Regions from separate parts of the Oryctolagus cuniculus genome. Here region 2 is linked to region 1. A link is a contact called in public Micro-C data. All regions are on one chromosome and are shown on one strand. Each heading gives the region's core, a stretch centred on a gene start, on an enhancer-like site or on the middle of the called end of the contact. The rest is flanking DNA. Distances are from core to core; before and after follow the strand shown. Region 1 holds the start of IGFBP3 (insulin like growth factor binding protein 3). Region 2 has its middle 350 kb from the start of TNS3.

What was found. A called contact is a pair of places that touch in the nucleus more often than the background predicts.
Region 2: a contact with region 1 is called in a Micro-C map of ear pinna, with 14 times the contacts expected there. The contact joins the enhancer-like site here to the promoter of IGFBP3 in region 1. A contact is called at or near these places in 4 of 6 Hi-C or Micro-C datasets (ear pinna, psoas muscle, skin fibroblasts and 1 more).

What each region holds. Positions count from the first base shown.
Region 1 is chr16:52,490,405-52,497,527 of mOryCun1.1, reverse strand. IGFBP3 (insulin like growth factor binding protein 3) reads left to right here and starts at 3,699. Exons shown (of 5, transcript XM_070059442.1): 1 at 3,699-4,239; 2 at 6,958-7,123. The coding sequence starts at 3,831.
Region 2 is chr16:52,941,422-52,948,544 of mOryCun1.1, reverse strand. No RefSeq gene overlaps it. Among named protein-coding and RNA genes, the nearest start is that of TNS3, 350 kb to the left of the region's middle. Within about 2 kb of position 2,689, at least 2 of the 8 cell types and tissues checked have an H3K27ac peak or open chromatin away from gene starts, as enhancers often do. A contact at or near this core is called in ear pinna, where this site is marked.

The DNA.
Region 1 (7,123 bases), core at 2,450-4,949:
GTGCGTGTGGGTGACAGCAGCCATGTCTCAGTCCCTACAGGGCCAGGTGTGTGTGTGTGTGTGACAGCAGCCATGTCTCTGTCCCTACAGGGCCAGGTGTGTGTGTGTGTGTGACAGCAGCCATGTCTCTGTCCCTACAGGGGCAGGTGTGTGTGTGGGTGACAGCAGCCATGTCTCTGTCCCTACAGGGGCGGGTGTGTGTGTGGGTGACAGCAGCCATGTCTCTGTCCCTACAGGGGCAGGTGTGTGTGTGGGTGACAGCAGCCATGTCTCTGTCCCTACAGGGCCAGGTGTGTGTGTGTGTGTGACAGCAGCCATGTCTCTGTCCCTACAGGGCCAGGTGTGTGTGTGGGTGACAGCCATGTCTCTGTCCCTACAGGGGCAGTTGTGTGTGTGGGTGACAGCAGCCATGTCTCTGTCCCTACAGGGCCAGGTGTGTGTGTGGGTGACAGCCATGTCTCTGTCCCTACAGGGGCAGGTGTGTGTGTGGGTGACAGCCATGTCTCTGTCCCTACAGGGCCAGGTGTGTGTGTGGGTGACGGCCATGTCTCTGTCCCTACAGGGGCAGGTGTGTGTGTGGGTGACGGCCATGTCTCTGTCCCTACAGGGGCAGGTGAGTGTGTGGGTGACAGCCATGTCTCTGTCCCTACAGGGCCAGGTGTGTGTGTGGGTGACAGCAGCCATGTCTCAGTCCCTACAGGGCCAGGTGTGTGTGTGGGTGACAGCAGCCATGTCTCTGTCCCTACAGGGGCAGGTGTGTGTGTGGGTGACGGCCATGTCTCAGTCCCTACAGGGCCAGGTGTGTGTGTGTGGGTGACAGCAGCCATGTCTCTGTCCCTACAGGGCCAGGTGTGTGCGTGGGTGACGGCAGCCATGTCTCTGTCCCTACAGGGGCAGGTGTGTGTGTGGGTGACGGCCATGTCTCTGTCCCTACAGGGCCAGGTGTGTGTGTGTGGGTGACAGCAGCCATGTCTCTGTCCCTACAGGGGCAGGTGTGTGTGTGTGGGTGACAGCAGCCATGTCTCAGTCCCTACAGGGCCAGGTGTGTGTGTGTGTGTGACAGCAGCCATGTCTCTGTCCCTACAGGGCCAGGTGTGTGTGTGTGTGTGACAGCAGCCATGTCTCTGTCCCTACAGGGCCAGGTGTGTGTGTGGGTGACGGCCATGTCTCAGTCCCTACAGGGGCAGGTGTGTGTGTGGGTGAGGCAGCCATTGCAGTGCTGTCAGCAGCCGCATGTCGGCAACTGATGGTTTCTAAAGCATTGCCAGGCACCTAGTACAGAGCTGGGGACCCCCCACAGGCAGGCTGGGCCAGGGAAATGCCCCTCCCCTCAGAGCCCCGGGAATCCACCCCCATCAGAGCCCCCCAGTGCAGACACGGAAGCTTTCTGCTGAGTGCCACGGAGCCCTGGAAATCGGGTCCCCATCGTCATGGGGCCCTGGGAGTGTGGCCCTCTGTGTTCTGAGTGGAGCGGTGCTAGGTGCTCGGTGAGCCTGCACCCCAGGGGACCTCGGAGGCCCCGGGCAGCCTGCCCTCTGGGCCTGAGCAGAGAGATGCAGAGGCCATCACCACGCGGTGAAAGGTGCCCGTCAGCGGTGGCGCAGCCTCAAAGAAGTGAGTGGCTTATGGCCTCTGAGCCCAGGGGTCACGACGCGTGGGACAGCGCTGGGCGGCGCTCCAAGCCACCGCAGAACGCCCCGCTTTGTGTGAACAGCACGCCCGGGAACGAAGCCTGACCCCACCCACGTCCTCCCGCAGCCCCGCACCCCGGGTGCTTCTCCCTGCGGTTCCGGCGAGTGACAGTGGCTACGTGTGAAACACAGCGCGGCCCCGGGCGAGCCCAGGCAGTACAGGCCCTGAGAGTCCCGCAAAGCCTCGCTAGGGAGAAGCGGCCGTGGCCAGGCGCAGGGTGAGCGGCTTTGGCGTTGTCTCCAGCGCCCCCTGGGAGTTCCACACGGAACAACCCGCGCCTGCCGCCCAAACCGCAAGGCCAGGTCAGGGCTCAGGCAAGGGGCACAGAGGGGAGCCTGGGGGGGTGGGGGGGTCTCCTTCAGAGTTGCACGGTCATCGCGCGGGGCAGAAGCGCCCCAGCGCGCAGCGACCACCGAGCTCCGCAGAGGAAGCCCTGGGAATGCCGAGTCCTGGGACGCACGGCCCCTGCCCTGACCTTGTGCCCAAGGTCCCTGGGGCTATTTTAGGAGCAAGTGTACTCTGAGGGATGTTTTGTTTCCTTTCGCGTCCAGCGGCACCAGAGACCCTATTCTGGGGTGTCCAAAAGATACTGCCCAGCTCCAAGGAGCAGGCGGGACACAGGAGGCCGGAGACCAGCCGGCACCGCGGGGCTCCGGGCAGCTGCGCCCCGCGCGCACGCGAGCTGTGGCGCCCGGAACGGAGGCCAGAGGCGGCCCTCTCCTTGGCTTTGGTTTCTTCTCCTTTGCAGCGGCCCAAGCACTATCATTTTTTTTCCTTATTTACTTGCTATGAGTAAGAAATGGGGAAGCTAAACTGGTGTTTCCCGTTTTCAATGGGGGAGGGGGTGCGTATTTACGCTCCTGAAAAGGGGATAAACCCTGCGTGAGTAAACGCAAGAGACCGCGGGGAAGAAGACGGGTGCGGGAAGAGGGGCGCAGCGCCAGGCAACTGCCCCCTCCCAGGGCGAGCGTCTCCCCCCGCGGGGGTCTCACTGGTTCCCGCCAAGCATCTCACCCGGCCACTCTGGACCAGGGCCACTGGCGATCCAATCCTGGGTCACTTGCGCCCTCTATCGGTCACTCAGGGAAGGGCGCGCCACGTCGGGGGCTCGCGTGCCCGAGGAGCCACGGGACCCCAGGACTCGACTCCCGAAGGAGACCCGGGGCGAGGGGGATAGGGAGCAGCGAGAAGCCCGCCTCCGCCCCAGCGCACCACGGAGCGTGCAGTGACGGGTTACAAAGTGACCTTCAGAACCCGCAGGGCACGTTCCCCGTGCCCGGCCGAGCTGGTCAGTGGCGCTCGGCTGTGCCCACCGTGTGGCTCCGTCGCGCTTTCTCGTGGGTGTGAATCGCTGGAAACGTGTTCCAAAAACACGACGCCCCGCCCTGCTAACGGGAACCCGCCTTGAAGGAGCAAGGGTCTGGCAGGTGCCAGAGGCCGGCCTGCACAGGGCGCATTAGAGGGTCCCGGGGCTGCGCCCCCAACCCAGGGGCACTCGGCTCCGCGAAACCCCAGTGCGCGCGCACGGCCGTCCTCCCGCCTGCAGGTCTCGCGGCTTGCCCTGCCCGGGGAATTACATTTTAGAAAGCTCTGCAAGCAGACACCAAGGAGAGGGGGGCGGGCCGGTTTCCCGGTCCCAATCCGCCTCGGGGCGACCTCGCGCGAGGCGCGGCGGGGAGAGGGGGCGGCTGCGCAGGCCAGGTCAGGGCGCCGAATCGGTAGGAAGCGGCTGGGGCGGCCCGGGGCGCCCGCGGCGGAGAGCGAGCCAGGGGCGCAGCCGCTCTCGGACACCGCAGCGCAGCCAGGACGCCCGGCGTGCGCGCGGGGAGCAGGTGTCCTGGCGGTCGCGCGCCGCGCGCCCCCGCGCTCGGCCCACGCGGCACAGGGCGAGGCGCGGGCCCCCGAGCCGTGCGGCACCGGCCCGCCCCCCTCCTGGGCGCGCCGTTCCGGGGCGTGTCCTCGGCCACTCGGCTTGTATATAGCGGCCGGCGCGGCCCGGCAGCCCAGACGCGAGCGCGGCCACTCAGCGCGGAGAGCCGGCCGTGGCCTTCCCTGATCTCGCAGCTCCGCACCGCGTGCCGTCGCCCCGTCCCCGTGCGCCCCGGCCGGCCGAGCAGCGGGCCCTCGCGGCGGGCGCCATGCAGCGGGCGCGCCCCGCGCTCTGGGCCGCGGTGTTGACCGCGCTGGCGCTGCTCCGCGGGCCGCCGGTGGCGCGGGCCGGCGCCGGTTCGGTGGGCGCGGGCCCCGTGGTGCGCTGCGAGCCGTGCGACGCGCGTGCGCTGGCCCAATGCGCGCCTCCGCCCACCTCGCCCCCGTGCGCCGAGCTGGTGCGCGAGCCGGGCTGCGGCTGCTGCCTGACGTGCGCGCTGCTCGAGGGCCAGCCGTGCGGCGTCTACACCGAGCGCTGCGGCTCCGGCCTCCTGTGCCGGCCGCAGCCCGGCGAAGTGCGTCCGCTGCAGGCACTGCTGCACGGCCGCGGGTCCTGCGTCAACGCCAGCGCCGCCGGCCGTCTGCGCGCCTACCTGCTGCCGGCGCCGTCCGCGCCAGGTGAGCCGCCCGCGCCAGGTGCGCCTCCTGGGCCGAGCCTGGACGGGATGTGGGGGTGCTGCCGCGGGAAATTCTGTCCTCTTCTTTGCCCTGAGGATTGGAGCGGTGAAACTGAGGCCCGGAGAGGCGGAGGCGCCCCGCACGGACCCCCGGCAGCTGTCCGTGCGCTTCGCGCGCTCCGTTCCCCGAGTGAGAATGTCCGTGGGTTGCAAAGCGCGCTCAGTGAAACGGGCAGGCGGTTTCGGGGCTGGGGTAGCGGGAACCGAGGTTGCCGGCAAGGGCGGGACCCTGCACACGGGAGGTGCCCCCGAGCCTGGCGCGGGGCCGCTGTGGAGCGGGCTCCGCACGGTGAGCCGCGGGCGCGTCCCCGACCTGGGGATGCTTGAGGGTGGGGCCGGGGCGGGGGTTAGGCGCGGTGCTGGAAGGGGCTCCAGTCTCTGAGAACACGAACATTTGCGAGACCTGTGCTTTGCGAAGCAGGGGCCCGCCCCGGAGTGCGATTTGGGTCTTGGTGTCGGCGCGCCTGCAAACCCTGGAGTTCAGAAAGGGATGAGCAGCCGCGGGTAGCACAGGGCGTGGCTCGGAACCCCACATGCCCCCGGCGCCGCCTCACCTGTGTCGCCCAGCCCTGCGCTTGTGCGCACCGCAGAGCGTGCCCGGGGGCGCCCGGTCGCGCACAGAGATTTCAATGACAGGAAGGCGAACTGGAATCCGTCCTGGGACTGCTGCCCTTCTGCACCCGGTGGGCGGCTCCGCAAATGGCAAAGTGGGGGCGCTGGGCGCTCCCCACCCCCTAGGCCAGCCCCTCTCCAGCAGGGACCCGTCGGCCGGCTCCCTGTGTCCCTGGTGGGCAAGCCCCTCAGGGTCACGCGTTCCTAGCCTCACTTGATGGACTGAGCTCCCGCCCTGGGGTGGGAGGGGGCTTCTCCCCGCCCTGGTCCCAGCCCCAGTAACTGCTGGGTGGCAGTGGGCAAACCCATCCAGGGCTGGCGGTCTGACCTCTGTAGCCAGGGACCCCATCCTGGGGAGGCTGCTTCCTGCCGGAGCAAGGCCGGCCGTCTCCATCCCTGTGTGGGCACTTTACTGCCTTCAGAACCGGTCTCGGAAGTGCTGGTAGACCGTGCCGTTTCTAACCGGCTTTAGTAGCTCCACCATGTAGGTTGAGGTGGGTTTGCATAAGAGAATGTGCAAAGATCCAACTGATTTCTAACCAAAGAAGTTTAAAAAAAAAAATTACTCGGGGCTCTTGGGACCTGTGTTTATTTACATATTCTTGGCATCTGCTTTGTCCCAGTACTTCCTCAAAAAAGAAAAGAAATTCAAAAGTTGGAACCAAATCCAATCCATTACAGACCCGCTCTGGTGCTAAACCAGACCGTGGGAACGTCTGCTTCCCGAGGCGCAAGGGTGCTGGGGACCTCAGGGGCTGTGTTGCCAGTGAGGAGTCGGGTCCCAGAGAGACAGGGACCCCCGGGTGAGTTTCGGTGGGTGCTGCTGGGAGAGCCCAGAGGCCTGCAGCCCCTGGGAACCAGGCGTTCAATCCTTATGGCCTGCAGCCAGGGCCACGCAGGTCCCCCCACGGGCAGGCTGCCATGCGTCTGCTGTGTTCCCAGGAGGCAGCAAACTGTTCCACTGGACAGTCACCCACAGACTGGAGTGGGTGGGGTGTACCCTCCCCGGGGACATCTCCCCTAGATGTGGCCCTTGATGCCCCTGGGGACCCCACAGCCACCACGGCTTCACCCTGGAAGAGGGACCCAGTGGCCGCGGATCTGGGTGTGCGCTGAAGGCCTCAGGTGAACCGTGACCCGGCCAGCATCTGGGTCAAGCGCGGACTTTGCAGGAGAAGGGGGCCTGCAGGAGGGGGCGTCCTGCCCTCCAGGAGCCAGCAGGCTCGGTGGGCGTCCTGCGGCTGCGTCCTGGCAAGGTGTCCCAGCAGGGGCGGAGCCTGTGTGCGCCCAGTTTCAGAGCCAAGCCACCGGCACTGCCGCGGTTCTGGGCCGCGCGGCGGGGAGAAGTGGGTGACGGTCCCACTAGCAGGAGGGTACAGTCACGCCCAGACCCTGCGGTGCACGGCGAACAGGACCTCCTCCCAGCCCCGGGGCGCAGCACACACACACACACACACACACACACGCGCGCGCGCGCGGGCTTGCCTGCAACTCTCTGGCCGCTCCATGGCCTTCCGTGGCTCTCGGCCGCCGCCTGCTGGGGGAAGCGTTAGTGGCAGCTGCACAGGGCTGGTGGCTGGGTGGAGGCCACCCTGCGAGTTGTATGGAGTTGTGCCAGTGTCATGGCTTAACACCACAAGAACTGTGCTAAATTTTCAAACCAATACGATCGCCAGTTGAATACAAAGAGTAGAACGGTGGGAAAAATCTGACCACCTGAAATGAGACCTAGTTTTTATTTTTTAATATTGTGACACATCACGACTGTACACATTTTGGGGGTGCGGTGTGCAGCATTTCATGACCAGATGGGGTCCCCGGCACCTCTGTGGCCTCGGCCGCTAACCATTTCCTGGTGCTGGGAACATTCACCACTCCCCCTCCTGGCTATTTGGAGGTATTGCGGGAGCTGCCTTCAACCGTGGTTATCTGGAGGGTGACAAGCTGTTCCCCCTCCCCCCGCCCCCCCAATTCGAGGTGGTCCTCAACCCCATCCGGGGCTGTCGGTCAGCTACGCCCTGCCTCAGTCTCCCTCTCCCGCTTCCAGGGAACACCAGTGAGTCGGAGGAGGAGCGTGGCGCAGGGGGCGTGGAGGGCCAGACCATGCCCAGCACGCACCGGGTGCCCGACTCCAAGTTCCACCCCCTGCACGGCAAGATGGACGCCATCAGGAAGGGCCAGGCCAAGGACAGCCAGCGCTACAAGGTCGACTA
Region 2 (7,123 bases), core at 1,440-3,939, 450 kb before region 1:
CTGGACCTCGACGGCAGCAGCATGAGGTCCAGAGAAAGTCAGGTGGACACCGCGGGTGCAAAAGGAGTTCAGATGTGCGTCACTGGACACAGGAAGAGATGGGGGTGCGTCACTGGACACAGGAGGAGGTGGGGTGTCACTGGACACAGGAGGAGGTGGGGTGTCACTGGACACAGGAGGAGGTGGGGGTGTCACTGGACACAGGAGGAGGTGGGGTGTCACTGGACACAGGAGGAGGTGGGGTGTCACTGGACACAGGAGGAGGTGGGGTGTCACTGGACACAGGAGGAGGTGGGGGTGCATCACTGGACACAGGAGGAGGTGGGGGTGTCACTGGACACAGGAGGAGGTGGGGTCATGTTTTTGGGCACAGGAGGAGGTGGGGTCGTGTTTTTGGGCACAGGAGGAGGTGGGTGCATCACTGCACACAGGAGGAGGTGGGGTCGTGGTTTTGGGCACAGGAGGGGGCATCACTGGCAGCAGCGGATTGCAGCTTATTTCCTGAGTCGTGTGACCAGCAGTGCCTTGAGCAGTGAGTTGAGACAGAGATGGCCAACAAGTGTTGACGAGGCTGCCTGTGGTTTGCGTGTTTGCTGCCTATGGGGAACGCCAGGGAGAGACAGACGGAGAGGACTGTGAAGCAAGGAGGAATTGCAACCACACGGCTTTTTTTTTTTTTTAGGTTTATTTTATTTATTTGAAAGAGTTATAGAGAGAGGCAGAGAGACAGAGAGAGAGAGAGGTCTTCCAGCTGCTGGTTCACTCCCCAGATGGCCACAATGGCTGGAGCTGCTCCAATCCGAAGCTAGGAACCAGGAGCTTCTTCTGGGTCTCCCACGTGGGTGCAGGGCCCCAAGGACTTGGGCCATCTTCTGCTTTCCCAGGCCACAGCAGAGAGCTGGATTGGAACCAGCACCCATATGGAATGCCGGCGCTTCAGGCCAGGGTTGTGGTGTTTTTTGTTTGTTTGTTTGTTTGTTTGTTTGTTTTTTCCGACAGGCAGAGTGGACAGTGAGAGAGACACAGAGAAAGGTCTTCTTTTGCCATTGGTTCACCTTCCAATGGCTGCCAAGGCCGGCGCTCTGCGGCCAGCGCACCACGCTGATCCGATAGCAGGAGCCAGGTGCTTATCCTGGTCTCCCATGGGGTGCAGGGCCCAAGCACTTGGGCCATCCTCCACTGCACTCCCTGGCCACAGCAGAGAGCTGGACTGGAAGAGGGGCAACTGGGACAGAATCCGGTGCCCCGACCGGGACTAGAACCCGGTGTGCCGGCACCGCAAGGCAGAGGATTAGCCTAGTGAGCCGCGGCGCCGGCCTAAGGCCAGGGTGTTAACCTGCTGCGCCACAGCACTGGCCCCAACTGCACGGCTTTGAGAATGCTTTTTGCCTTATTGCCTGGCGAAGGCTCCCACAAGTGAGAGGCATCTGGCTTGGTGTGTGCGAGGGGACACCTTTGCTGGTCTTCAGAGTGACCACACGACGACCACCTTCACTCACCCAAAGACAGTTTCAGGGATTTCGGCTGCGATAGCCCAGGGAGTTTAAGGGTCTTGTGTCCCGGTGACTCGGGTAAGCACCAGACACCGAACCAGGGGCGGGGCTCCTGTACAGTGGAGCAGAGTCCGTGGAAGACCCACAACGTTCCTCAGAAAGTGGTCTCGTGAGAAGCAGCCCGCTCGGGCTGCGAGGGGCAGCGAGCAGGTGGGAGGGCGGGAGGGCCCCTCTCGACCCCAGGCAGGCAGCAGGCTGGTGGACACAGAGGTGCACAGAGACGCGTGCTGCCTCCAGGAAGGGGAGGACGGCTCAGAGGCCGAGCGCGAGCCCAGGGGACAGAGGGGGCCGGGAGATCACCGAGGGCTCAGAGCCTAGTGGAGAGCTGCCATTTTCCCAGCCAGATTCCAGAGCCTCCACGCCCCGGGACCCCTCCTGCCCCCTTTTTAAGTCATCCGTTCCTTGAGCCAGATGCCCTCGTCTTTTCCTTCTGTGCAGTGACTGCTGGGATTTTGAGGCTGCGTGGTCCGCCCTTGTGTTTCCATGTGCACAGCTGGAAGGGCTTGACCTCCAGGAGCTGCGCCGGTCTCCCGCCTGGAGACCCCCTTCAGGCGGATTTAGACCTGATTTAGATGACTGCCATGCCCCCCAGCCCAGTGGAACCCATCGGCCACTGTTTCCACAGTCAGAAAGCCGACCTGTACGGATTTCCAGTTACTTACAAGCGTGTCTAACCATCACGCAAATCCTGTTTGTGACTGCTGTATGGTCCTCACTCCGTCCTCGTCTACGTGAACAAGAAGCATCCCAGAGAGACCATGTAGCCCTGCTGAGGAAGGTCACACAGCTCGGGGCTCAGGAGACACTGTCGCTACGCCACAGCCACAGCCCTGCACGCTCCGAGCAGCGGACGCCGGCAGCTGCTGTGGGTGGAGTACGCGGCTCCTGGGGACAGCTCCCCGTCTCCCGCTGGTGAACCCCTAACGCTTCCGTAGTTGACTGAAGTTGTGGAAAGTCACTTGTCCCCTCGGTTGGCTCCTCGGGTCCTGTAACACCCAATCATATTCAGTCTTGGGCAGAAAAATGTTGCATTGGGCTGGGTTGGCTCTCCTCTGCCTTGGTGCAGTCCGCTCCTTGTTGCTGCTACCAGAGCCTTGTCCTGGAAACGGCTCCTTCGTCTGGGCCACAGTTCCCATTTACCCGAAATGCCACAGCCCACGCTCAACAAAGCACTTCTCGTCATCGCACTGACCCCGCGAAACGGCTGGAGCAGGGCTAAGTTAGGCTTTCCGTCTCCTGCCTCTGCGGTGTTTTGCTGTTTCTTCCGATCAGAGTCCCGCTTCCTTCCCTCATAGGAAGGCACCCCTGTGTGGCTGCTTCTGAAAGGAAAACGTGGAAGCCCGAGGCAGAGGGCTGCTGGCCTCGCCGCCCCACGCCGTGAGTCTGAGGCAGCTCCAGAACCGCGGCCGCGGCCCTGCGTCCGTGTGCCGGTCCCACGGCGGGGCCGGTGGCGCTCCGCCGCCCTGGCTGCTTCCTGTGAGGGCTCAGTGCCCTCTTTCAAGGCTCGCCCACGCACAGGCTGGTTTCTTTGTGGAAAAGCAGAGATATTTTCGGCCTAAGTAAACAATGAGAAGGGTCGGGGATTGAGTAAGGGCATGGTGATCTTGTTTGCTGGGTTCCCAGGCTTTGAAACAATTCAGAGTTGATGAGAAAGTCCTTTAAAGTCACAGCCGTTCCAGCAAACACAGAGGAGTCCTGAAACAGCTGGAGCAACTGCAGTCAACACTGATTTTTCTTTAAACTTTGCTCTTGAACTTCCACGATAGGGAAAGATTTCAACAACTTTACAAAACCCCTGCTGTAAACTCAATTTCAGTTCAAGAGTCATTGTGGAGCTCTTATGTCAGCGACAGGCCAGTCTTCTGTTTGGTGCTGTCATGTGTTACGGCATATATGTGGGTGAGTGGTCAGAAATGTGGAAGGAGGACACGGTGGGTTAAGGTTTACTGGAGCTCAGAACTGCTTCCAGCCGGCTCCCTGTTAGTGCACCGGGAAGGCAGTGGAAGGTGGCCCGAGTGCTTCTGTCCAGGCCACCCACGTGGGAGACCCAGATGGGGGTCCTGGCTCCTGGTTTCAGCCTGGCCCAGCCCCTGCCAGTTGGGGAGTGAGCCAGCAGATGGGAGACCTCTCCCTCCCCCTTCCCTTCCCCCTCCCCTCCCCCTCCCTTCTCCCTCCCCTCCCCCTCCCCTCCCCCTCTCCCTCCCCCTTCCCTTCCCCCTCCCCTCCCCCTCCTCTCCCCCTCCCCTCCCCCTCCCCCTCCCCTCCCCCTCCCCCTCCCCCCCATCCTATGCTGCTTGGCCTTAAAGTAAGTAAATGTGGAAGTAGCAGGGCCCAGCACTGAGAACTCTCTGAAGGCCCTTTGCTCCTGGGTGTGGAGGGCAGGGAAGGCGAGCACGGCGCAGACGGATGGCTGGAGCAGAGTCCAGCGCTGGCTTCGAGTGAGCCACGTGGCCGCAGGGTCCTGTGCTGTGTATTCAGCAGGTGACGTTCAGCTGGCAATCAGTAGGCGCCCATTGCTGGGCCAGCTTCCTCGGTCACCGGGGGCCAGTGCATTGTCTGCGCTCCGCAGGTCTTCTTCGCTCAGGCCTGCACTGCCTGCCTCTCTCCCTGCACCTCCGCTCCGTGAGGCTCCTCCTTTGTGGGAGACACAGGGTCATGTGCGAGGACATTTCTTGTGCCCCGAGGACCGTGGAGGGTGACCGGGGATCCTTGTGGGGTTCCCCTGCCAGCCCGAGATACCAGCTTCTGCATGTGACAAGCTTCTGTGTGCAAAGTCTCAGGAGGACGCTCGGGGACAGACACTTCCTGCTGCACACAGGGCAGCTGGGAGCTTGTGCTGCGAGCGTCCTGCAGCAGCTGTCCGGGAGCCAGCATCCGGAGCAGCCGCGGCACAGGGCGCCCCGTTGTCCGGTGGCCTCAGACTACCTTCGTGGATCCCTTGGTGGATCCGCAGGGCAGGCGGCAGGCAGCCGGTGCGTAGACCAGGGAGAAGCCGCGTGTTCTCACCGCGGAGACAGCGCGAGGGCAGGGGACGTGCAGGAGGCAGTCTGACCCCACGGAGGTACTCCTCCCTCGCATTAGCGCAGGTCCACAGGGGGTGTGCACCGTGGCCGTCTGTGCCCTACATCTGCTCAGAAATGAAGTGCCGTATCGGCAGAGCCTCCGGTGCCACGGCCGGCGGGGCTGGCTCTCACTGGGCCGGCTGATCCCGGGTTCTTCCCTCCAGCCCTGGCTCGGGCAGAGCGTCCCGCTTTTGCCGGTCTCGGCACGCGCCATCCTCTCTCTCCTTTGCCTGCTGCTCGACAGGAGCTCCCGGAGCCGCTTCTCATGGGAACCTCTGGCGGCGGCGTCCCAGCCCATCTGAGGGCAGTCCTGGTTAGAGATGAAGTGGGGAGGTCTCTGTTACTTCTTCCTGTTTGTTTGAAAGGCAGAGGGCAGGGAGAGAAGTGTGTGTGTGTGGGGAGAGAGAGAGAGAGAGAGAGAGAGAGAGAGAGAGAGAGATATTTTCCACTCCCTGCGACATGCCCCAAATGCCTGCAACAGCCAGGGTCACGCCAGGCCGAAGACAAGGAGCCAGGAACTCTGTCCAGGGTCCACGTGAGGGGCGGAGACCCAGTCCTCGAGCCGGCACCCGGGCCTTGCAGAGTGCACAGTAACGGGAGCTGGGGTTGGAAGCAGAGCTGAGCCTTGAACCCAGGCCCCTGGAATGGAATTCGGCATCCCCAGCGATGTCTTCGCGCTGCCGTCTGCTCGAGTTTCCTTTTTGACACATTGGCTCTGGGGGACGTTCAGGGGCGTCTGGATGTCGCCAGGGAGCAGGAGTTGCTCTGCCGGCCAGGAGGCAGGCTTCTGAGCAAGACCCCGCGGAGTGCATGGCCCCTGCAGAGGGTGTGGAGACAGGGTTGCTGCCACAGTCGCCTTAGGACGCGCGGAGGCTGGGAAAGCCAGGGGCCGAGGGGCCGTGGCCCTGACATGACCGAGGAGAGCAGTCCCTGGGGGCCGAGAGCTACAGCTAAGGAGCTGCCAAAAGAGGCAGCTGGCCAGAGTGACACATTTGTCACCAAGGAGGTCACGGGGTCGTGTGTGGCCACAGTGACCGCAGGGGCAGAAGCTGGCTCGAGTGCTGGGAGGAGCGGGCTGGAGACAGGTCGCAGGGTCAGCGGGTGTGGACAGCTCCCCACGGACTTCCCTTCCCACTTTTGAGGGGGACCTTCGGGGGACGCTCGCTCCCATTGGTTTTGGGTTTACTCTGCTCTGTGTCACCGTGGGCAGAGGGACTGGGAGGTTCCATAAGCAGATAAATGAGCGTTCCCGGAAACACAGCCGCCGGCCGTGGCTCTGCACAGTCGTCTCTGCAACATGAGGGCCGATTGCCTTCATCTCCCTCCTATAACCAGGAAAGCCCTCAGCTGGCAGAGCCGGCATCCAACTCCCAGGCTCGTCTTCCTCCCATCTCACCACCCTGGGGCCTCCAGGACAGGGCTCCCCCGTGTTCTCACTTTGTAGGAGACAGAGCTGGGGTTCTGGCTTGGACTCGAGAGCTGAGGGCCCCTTAGGCTGCACACGTGGACTGTGTTCTGAGGGCCAGCTGCATGCTCTGGCCAGCACCGTGACGTCTATCGAGGTATTCCAGAGACGATCTCTTTACCGGGGACAGGCAGAGAACACAGAGGGGCTCCGACTTTAACACGCGTGGCTGAGGTACTGAGTGACCTTATTCCGGGCAGCTCCTCAGAAGCGGGTCAGCCCTGTGCAGGTGGACGTGGCTCCTGCGAGAACTGACTTGAAGACGCAGCGCTGGACTTCAGCCTAATAAAATCTTGTGCACATTCTATGCATTTGACTGCTGGCAGGTACTGTCAGCAGACCATTCACTTCTTGTCGTCTTCAGTTCTTAGTTCAAGAAAACACAGGCTTACAAACTCATCACTGGGGAAGGCATTGCGTGGTGTTTTTGTAAGAACCTCGTTTGGGAAATGATGCAGCTACACGGTCCCTGGGAGAACGGAGGGAAACGTAACGTCTATACTACGTGTCCTCATTTACGTGAGCTCAGTCTTTTACCCCCACTTGGCTAACGTTGCATGTGTGTTAACAGATGATCCAAGGTCAGGGGTCAAAAACTTCATTCTGTTAACTGAAAAGCTGCTTCCGTGAGCATTTTCAGAAACTGGATAGTCAACAATACTTTGAAAAAGCAATATTAGCATAAAATCGGTAAGTTAGATAAAAACAGGAACATCCTACCCGGCAGGAACGCCTTAACCATTGAAGCTGTGGTCTGTCCTGGGAGAAATCTACAAACTGAGCAACTTGACGGCATCTATATTCCAGCCACATTGGAAGCAGCAACGGTAAGGCAGCCACCCCGTCTGAGTGCTAAGGCTTGAATCTGGTTCTCAAAGCCAAATTCTAAAAGCTGTCTGACGAGCTGGCTAATCCACGTGGGTATCCTCACGGTGCGGAATCGACTAACGGCTACCTTGGGCGATGCCGGAGAGCCGTGGAGGGAGCGTCTACCTTGGGCAGTGGTGGAGCGCCGTGGAGGGAGCGGCTACCTTGGGCAGTGG